Linked DNA regions of Rattus norvegicus: region 1 is linked to region 2. A link is a contact called in public Hi-C data. All regions are on one chromosome and are shown on one strand. Each heading gives the region's core, a stretch centred on a gene start, on an enhancer-like site or on the middle of the called end of the contact. The rest is flanking DNA. Distances are from core to core; before and after follow the strand shown. Region 1 holds the start of Dcaf1 (DDB1 and CUL4 associated factor 1). Region 2 overlaps Rad54l2 (RAD54 like 2).

The links. A called contact is a pair of places that touch in the nucleus more often than the background predicts.
Region 1: a Hi-C map of liver shows a contact between it and region 2, with 2.3 times the contacts expected there. The contact joins the promoter of Dcaf1 here to the enhancer-like site in region 2. A contact is called at or near these places in 2 of 12 Hi-C or Micro-C datasets (hepatocytes and liver).

The regions. Positions count from the first base shown.
Region 1 is chr8:116,350,275-116,354,423 of GRCr8, reverse strand. Dcaf1 (DDB1 and CUL4 associated factor 1) reads right to left here and starts at 1,391. Exons shown (of 24, transcript NM_001354204.2): 1 at 1,295-1,391.
Region 2 is chr8:116,251,279-116,255,566 of GRCr8, reverse strand. The region is part of intron 2 of Rad54l2 (RAD54 like 2); the gene reads left to right. Among named protein-coding and RNA genes, the nearest start is that of Tex264, 52 kb to the right of the region's middle. Within about 2 kb of position 2,081, at least 5 of the 93 cell types and tissues checked have an H3K27ac peak or open chromatin away from gene starts, as enhancers often do. A contact at or near this core is called in hepatocytes and liver, where this site is marked.

The sequences.
Region 1 (4,149 bases), core at 142-2,641, 100 kb before region 2:
TAATCCCAGTACTCAGGGAGGCAGAGGCAGGCAGATCTCTGAGTTCGAGACCAACCTGGTCTAAGCTGAGTTTCTGGGCAACCACGGCTACACAGAGAAACCCTGTCTCAAAAAACAAAAACATAAATCTTGACATTGAACTGAAATGTTTATAAAAGCCTTGAAGGTAAATGCCAGTAACCTCAAGGGGAAAAAGCCTTCAAAGCCCTTCAGGTGACACCATCAGTGAACTTCCTACTATACATTAACAAAGGGCTTGCAATAGGAAGACAGTGCTACAACAAATTAAAACGTGCTGGGTATCTAAAAGGCTTCGCCTCAAAGAGTTAAAAAAAACAGAGCAAACTTGGCATGGGGGCAGACACCTTTAATCTCAGCACTCTGGGTAGGAGGATATCTTAGTTCAAGGCCAGCCTACTCTACAATGAGTTCTGGGAAGGAAAAAAAAAAAGAGCAACGTAAGATAAACAAAACCGAGTCATTTGTTACTCAAAAACTACTACTTCACACACTCCACGACTATTTCCTCAACAAATGGAAAAACCAGAGAGTTATCACTGCAGTAAGAGGAAACGGACCGACACCTTCTAGGAACAGAAGACAAAGTATGGCAAACGTCCTTGAAAGCCCAACAAAAACTAACTAAAAGCCCTCAGAACAAGTGCCGGAGAAGCCTGGCAGGCAATCTGGGGTCAGACTCGGCGTCTGGGCACCCACATACCTCTCTCCCCTTCCACTCTACTGCATTGTAGAAGTGGGAGGGGTCCCGGAGAGCTCCGCCCCCTCGCCCGGTCCAAGAGGCGGGAGGGTGCAAGTGGGAGGTGGCTCGGAGCCGAACGAGGGAAAAGCCCGCCCAGGTGATTGAGGTTGGAGGCGGAGACACAGTCCCGGGAAGGGGTCCGTCGTGCGGCAGGGAAGAGGAAGCCCCCTCGTCTCGTGAGGAACAGAGACTTGGAGGTGACGAGAGAAATTCAAAAGAGCACCTCCTTCAGGTAGAGAGCATACCCTGCCCCCCCCCACGCCCGGGCGGAAGAGTTACTCTAAAGAAGCTTCATTACAAGACTGGTGGAAGAACCTGGAGGCCCCGCCCCCTAGCCAGGGGTCGGAAAGCGGAAAGTCTTGTCAGGCCCAGGGCCCAGCCTCCCCGGTGGTCCTGCCCACCCCCTCGCCGCCCGCAGCCGAAGCAGGTGCCGCCCCTCCCCCAGCGCGGCGCCCACTCTCCCGCCCTGCGGGCCGCGCGCTCGGTCTCCTCGTGCCCCTGACAGAGAGCCGGCTCCTTCCTTATCCCGCTCACCTTCGCGAGCGGCTCCGCCGCTTCTCCCCCGACCCCTCCAGCGGCCACGGTTCTCACACACCGCCTCTGGTCCCGCACTCACTCTCCCTCACTCACACACACAGCGCGACCACGGCTCCTGAGCGGCCCACATATTATACGTCACTCGCATGCTACGTACTGTGCGCGCGCGCGTAACGTTGGCGCGAGGCTCCCAAGCGAGTAGGGGGAGGAGCGGAGGAATATCAAAGCGCTCCTGGGAAATGAAGTTCCGCGTTTAAGGGCAGGGATGGTGAAGCTTGACCTACCAGTAAGCACCACTTTAGCGCGTTGACTTCTGGTATTCGTAGTTTTCTTTAATAAACGTGAATTGCTGTGTATTCATTGGCTGCCTCCAAAGGCGGAAGCGAAAAGTAAAGGAAGGAATGAATCTTTCTAAAATCCCCGCTGGCCAGGTAACTTTGTCCGTACCCAAGTCTACCCTGTGTCATCGGAAAGGCTCAGTAAGGCTCTGCCACAACAGCCTTAAAACATGCCAGGGTCAAAGAATGCATTTCGCATAAATGTATCAGAAATTACTGTACTCGTTAGACCGAAACTCATTGGTTTTCCTTTGTCTTTCTGTTAAAAACATATTCGGCAGGAATCAAAAACCATCTGTTACCATGTATTATATGTGAGGCAGAAAAATTAAAAAAAGCCCTTTGGCGAAAATAACTAATCAGAGGCCATCTAATTCAATTTATCAGTTTGAAAGTTGAGGAAAGTGAAACCCACAGTAAATGACTTGCCTAACTTCACAAACCAAAGGGAAGCAGCATCCGAAGGATCTGATTTTGACCCAACGATTCTGTGTGAGAGCATGGAAGATAACGATAACTCCACAATTGAGCAGAATCTTGACAAAACCTGCCCAGACTTATGCAACTCACTATTGTTCTTGGCGTTCTGAGTTGAGTTCTGTGTGTTTCCATAGAGCTCTCACAGCCAATACATTCACGTGGAAATTAGAAAACACTGTGAACCTATTGTCATGATCAGATTCTACGGCTGTTACTAAGCCTGTATCCAAGAAGTGGTAGTGGCGGTGGTGCAAGCCTTTAATCCCAGCACTTGGGAAGCAGAGGCAGACAGATCTTTGTGAGTTCAAGGCCAGCCTCATTTAGAGTGAGTTCCAAAACAACTGGCGCTACAGAGGGAAATCCTGCCTTAAAAAACAAATTAAAAGGGGCTGGGGATTTAGCTCAGTGGTAGAGCGCTTACCTAGGAAGTGCAAGGCCCTGGGTTCGGTCCCCAGCTCCGGAAAAAAAAGAAAAAAAAAAAGAACAAACAAAAAAAAAAAAAAAAACAAATTAAAAAAGAGAAGCCAGTATCTTAGGTCTCAGCTTAAGTCCATCACCATCCTACCTCACCCACCTGAGTACTCTGTTCTGCTTCCTCACTCAATTGTGTGCTTGGAGTAACAGCCATCCCAGGTACAAATTCTAGAAGGTGATGGTATGTAGCCCATCATCACTTCTTGCTCTTGTGCTATAATGGCCACTATTTAATTAGGCTTTATAGCAGACTTAAATCAAATGTTTTTAATTACACTCATTATTCTCAACACCAGAGCAGATAAGGCTAGCCAAATTTATGGAGGAGAAATCTAAAGTAGTAATGTTGAATGAAGAGTTTTACTAGGCACGGTGGGACTGGTGAGGCAAAGGCAGGTGGATCTGTGAGTTAGAAGCCATCTTTGTCTACACATTGAATTCCAGGATAGCCAGTGCTACGTAATAGATAATGTCTCAAAACAAAAAAGACAGACAAAAAGATACAGATTTGGGGACTGGAGAGGGCTCGGCATGAAAGAGCCCTTCAGAGGACCAGGGTTTGATGCCCAGCACCCACATGGCAGTTCACAACCATCTGTAAATTCAGTTCCAGGGGATCAGATGCCCTCTTCAACATACTTGTACACATAAAATAAATCTTTAATTTCTTTCTTTTTTTTTCAAGACAGGGCCTCAATCGATATCTAGCGCTGGCTGTCCTGGAATCCCCTATGTAGACCAGCCCTGGCATTGAAATCAGAGATTCACCTGCCTCTGCATTCCAAGTGCCGAAATTAAAGGCTTGTACGCTATGACCAGCTACATTTTTATCTTAAGAGAGAGTTCATGGTACCTACAATACTATTTCAGACAGCTCTCCTGCCATAGCTCCCTGGACTATGACACAAAATGTAGAGGGAATCCTCTAGGTATCCTCCCCAATCCCTTGGATACCTTATCTCTGCCTGTGGTTATCATGCAAGAGCCCTTGTGGGAACTCAAAGTCCAGTTCATCAAAGCAGGAGTTGCTCCCTCCTGTCACCAGATGGCACTGCTCCACTTTGGGGGTACTGGGTTGGTGGTCTTAGGGGCATCAAAGGGGATTAGGAAGCTAACTCTGGGACATTGTAGTAGAAGAGCAGAAATACAGGGCCTGTCTAGGAGCAACTCCCCCAAGAATCTCTACCATGCTGGGCAGTGGTGACAGACATCTTTAAACCCAACGTTCAGGAGGCAGAAGCAGGGGGATCTCTGTGAGATTGAGGCCAACCTCATCTATAGTGAGAATTCCAGGACACCCAGAGCTACTCACAAAGAAACCCTGCCTTGAAAAACCAAAATCATCATCATCATCATCATCATCATCACCGTCGCCACCCAGAGCTGGCTATGGCAGTGCAAGCCTCCAATCCCAGCACTTGAGTGGAGAGACAGGGATCACAAGTTCAAGATCATCCTTGGCTAACACACCAACTTTGAGGCAAACCTAAGATACATGAGACCTTGTCTCCAAAAATAACCAGTCTCCACCCTATCACTTTGGCAGTCCTTTCTCCTTCG
Region 2 (4,288 bases), core at 832-3,331:
TAGTTGAGAAAATGCCTTATAGCTGGGTCTCATGGAGGCATTTCCTCAAGGGAGGCTCCTTTCTCTGTGATAACTCTAGCTTGTGTTAAGTTGACACACAAAACCAGCCAGTACATCAGATAACAAAGCATTTCAAAGAAGAGTCTTTTGCCAGTAGCTGGGTCAGATTTCCCTGGAGCTAGAGTTACACAGTTATGAGCCACCATGTGAGTGCTGGGACTTGAACCTCAGTCCTCTGAAAGAGGAGCCAGTGCTCTTAACCACCAAGCCATCTTTCCAGACCCCTCCCCCGCTTTTAAAAGGGTCTCATTTGCTAGTCTTGCTGTCCTAGAACTCACTATATAGGTGGCCTTGAGCAGTCTTCTTTTTTTTTTTTTTTTTTTTTCCGGAGCTGGGGACCGAACCCAGGGCCTTGCGCTTCCTAGGCAAGCGCTCTACCACTGAGCCAAATTCCCAACCCTTGAGCAGTCTTCTTGCTTTGACTTCCCACATGCTAAGATTATCTTTAACATCTTGACAAGTAGTTTCAGGGTAGTGATAGAAGCTTAAAGAACAGGTGGGTAGGAGACCATCAAAACAACTGTGTCTGTCTGTCTCTGTCTGTCTCTGTGTGTGTTATTGGGGATTGAACTTAGGAGATCTTCGGTGCTAGGCAAGAGTTTTACCACTGAGATACATCTTTACCACTCACTCTTCTTACTTTAAAAAAAAAAAGTAATTACTTTTTCTTTACTCCCCCAAGTCCCTGTACCTCCTACTCCCCAAGATCTTATTGAGTTGCCCAGGCAGGCCTTGAACTTTCAAACCTCCTGCCTTAGCTTCCTTGAGTAACTAGGATTACGGGCCTATACCACCAGTCTCACTAAGAATAGATAGCTGAGAACTTTTGCTATATACAGGCACAGATAAAAGAGGCAATAGTGAAGGGGGAAGTTGAGGTCAAAGATTTTTTCTTTTTGGTTTGATGCTTTATTTATTTAAATTGTTATTGCTTAAATTGGCTTGAAACCCCTTGCTTCTATAGTGATTGGGAAGTGTGTGGACCACCATTCCAACAAGGAGGCGTTTGTGTGTGTGTGTGTGTGTGTGTGTGTGTGTGTGTGTGTGTGTGTGTGTGCGTGTGTGTGTGTGTGTTTCAGTGGGTAAGTTTTGTACTTTTAGTCACATGATAGTAGAGATGATCGGGAAGGGAGAGCAGTTGATGATGCAGGAAAGGCTGGTACAGTCCCTGCTGCCTTGACCCGGGTTGTGACTTGAATGACCTTCCCTGTGAGATGCAATGTTGAATAGTAGACAGGAACATGCCTCGGGCAAGGCAACCAGATACTAAACTTCTGTGATCTTGGCCAAGTCCTCGATAAACCTTTTAGTTCCCAAACACAAATGGAAAACTCTGAAACGCAAACTCTAGATCTTTTATTTTGTTGTTCTATATGAAGATTAGGAAGAAAAGAACCAAAGAAGTTGATGTAGATGAGCCTGGGGTAGCAGCCTGCTCTGAGCAAATCCGAAGGTGTTACCAGCTTCCTTGTTGAGTTTTATTGGTGTCTCTGTGGGTGGCCAGTAGCACTCCTTAAGTGACAGTTTGCTGTTTGCTCGCTTGCTTGCTTCTTTGTTTGTTTTGCAGTAGGGTCTCTGTGTAGCCCTGGCTGGTCTGGAACTATCTATGAAGATTAGCCTGTCTTTGAACCCATAGAGATCTGCCTGCCTCTGCCTCAGGAATGCTGGGATCAAAGGTGTCAGTACCCCTCCCTCCCAGCTTAACTACAGTTTCAGACCAGGTCTCTGTTCTGGGTTTGTTCTTTTACCATTTTTCCCACTTACTAGGAAGTTATAACACTTTTTCTTGGGAATGCTTGATTACTTAATTGTTGGGCTGATTTTTCTCAGAATAGCATTTGTCATAACTTCTCAGCCTTTTGGCTAAGATCAAATGTCAAATAGCAAAAGTCACAATTTGTGGCAGCTTCCCTGTTTGAGATGAAGCAGTGCCAATTTAGATACGAGTTCCTGTCCTCCCTTTCTCTGCCAGGCTGGAGGCACAAAGGGGCAGAGTGTTTGGGTATGCCAAGGGCATCAGAAAACCATGCCAGACGTTGACCCGTTGTTGAACACGACCTGGTAGTGCCTTTCCCAGTCTTTCTCAGTGATCAGGGAGGGGGCTTTGGGTTATTTGTTGTATTTGCACTTCTCAAATTCTTTAATGTGCTGAGCTCTTTTATGCTCATGGCCATTTTGATATTTGAGAACTTACCATTTCCTATTGATTTGTAAATTTTTGTGTGTAGATAGATGTGTTTTCTTTGATATACACAATATAGCTATTTTCTACCACTTGATTTTTTTTCCCCCTAATCTTCCTGATTTCAGAAATTTTCTGTTTTCAGAAATTTTGTTTTGTTTTGTTTTTTAGAGGTAGTATCTCATGTGAGCTAGACTGGCCTTAAACTTGATGTGGAGCAGAGAGGTTGGCCTTGACCTCCTTATTCTCCTGCCATCCCTTCCCAAGTACTGGGACTCTAGGCGTATGCAGTCCTGGCATCTATATTTTTGACTTTTTTGAGACAGCCTTGCTATTTAGCCCAGGTTAGCAGCTGCTGCTGTTCCTCCTCCCTACTCCCTTTCTCCTCCTCTTTTTAAATAGTTGCATGTATTTTAGGGTGACCTTGAACTTACTGGCCTTATTTCCTGTAAAGAGACATCATGGCAAAGTCAACTCTTAAAAAAGGAAGTATGCTTACTGTTTCTAGGGTTAGTCCATGATCAGCCTGGCAGGAAACATGGCAGCAGGCATGGCAGGCAGGGTGCACAGAGTTTAATTTATATCCTGATCCCAGCGAGGCCAACAGAGAGACTGGGCCTGGCATGGGCTTGTGAAACCTGGAAGTCTACCTCCAGTGACACACCTCCTCCAACAGGCCACACTTATTTAAAAAGGTCATACCTCCCAATCCTTTCCAAACAGTTTTACTGTGGACTGAGCACTCATACATATGCGCCTATAGGATCCATTCTCAAACCACCAAAATGACCTTGAAGTCCAATTTTTTTTCAGTTACATCCCAGTTGATGTACCTAAGACTTAAGACTTATTTTCTTGGGGGATGGAGAGATAACTCAGCTGTTAAGAGCACTGAGTGCTCTTCCAAAAGTCCTGAACAATTCCCAGCAACCACGTGGTGGCTCACAACCATCTGTAATGGAATCAGATGCTCTCTTTTGGTGTGTCTGAAGATAGCTACATATAAATAAATAAATAAATCTTATTAAAAAAAAGACTTATTTTCTTTTTAGTATGGCTAATATGTTCCATATCATTCTCCTGTGTCTTTCTCTGATTAAAGTTTAATTATGTACTCTTTATTAACAGAGTTAACATTTAGGCTTTTCTTTTGGACAGGCCTTTTCCATGTAAGCCTGGCTTTCCTGAAACTTCTTTTATAGACAAGGTTAGCCTGGAATTTAGGGATCTGCTTCCTTCTGCCTCCCAAATACTGGGATTAAAGGGGTCTCTATACTTGGCAACATTTAGGCTTTTAATTAATGAAATAGTTGAAAAAGCTCATCATAATCATGAGTATGTCATTTTGTTACTCATAACTTCAGATGTTGCTCTCTTTAGGGTATAGGGACTTATTATAATTTAGTTTTGCCTTTCATAACATCTCCTTTCAATCTGACTTAGTGTTCCTAAATCAGACATTTTTATCATGATTAAGGGTGTGAAAGAGTCATTTACACTTTTAAAATTATACCTGAATACATTAGATAGAAGAGCTTGTACCTAGTCCTGTGCATGGCAGTCTGGGGTTTTACAGAGTCGTTTCTTCCCATTGGCCTCTTGCTTTCCCAGCATAGCGTCTGCTGCCAAGTCAGATGCTCATGGAACCTTAGTCTTTGCCCACTCCCTTTTCTGAGCTACAAAGTCCTTCTGGGATCGATGAGAGAGCTGTTGTGTTTGAAGCTTAATGCTCCAATATATTCACCAGTAGGAGGAGAAAGTAACCTTGATTCCTGTTGGCTTTTTCTCCTTCCCTTTGGGCTACTAGAATAAATACTGTCTTGTGCTGGGTTAACTCATTAAAAGGTGAACTGTTATAGTTTTTCTTTGTGCCTTGTTTCTTGAAAGGGCAGCAGCTTCTTCTGATGTGTTGTTGTACAAGGCCCTAGTGGAGCTTGTGTCATGCAAAGATTTGCCTGTGCCCTCTTTGCCCCTGGCTCTTTCATGGGATGCAAAGGTCACATTTGCCCCTCTCCTTCTTAGCTCCTATGTTCACTTAAGATTCCA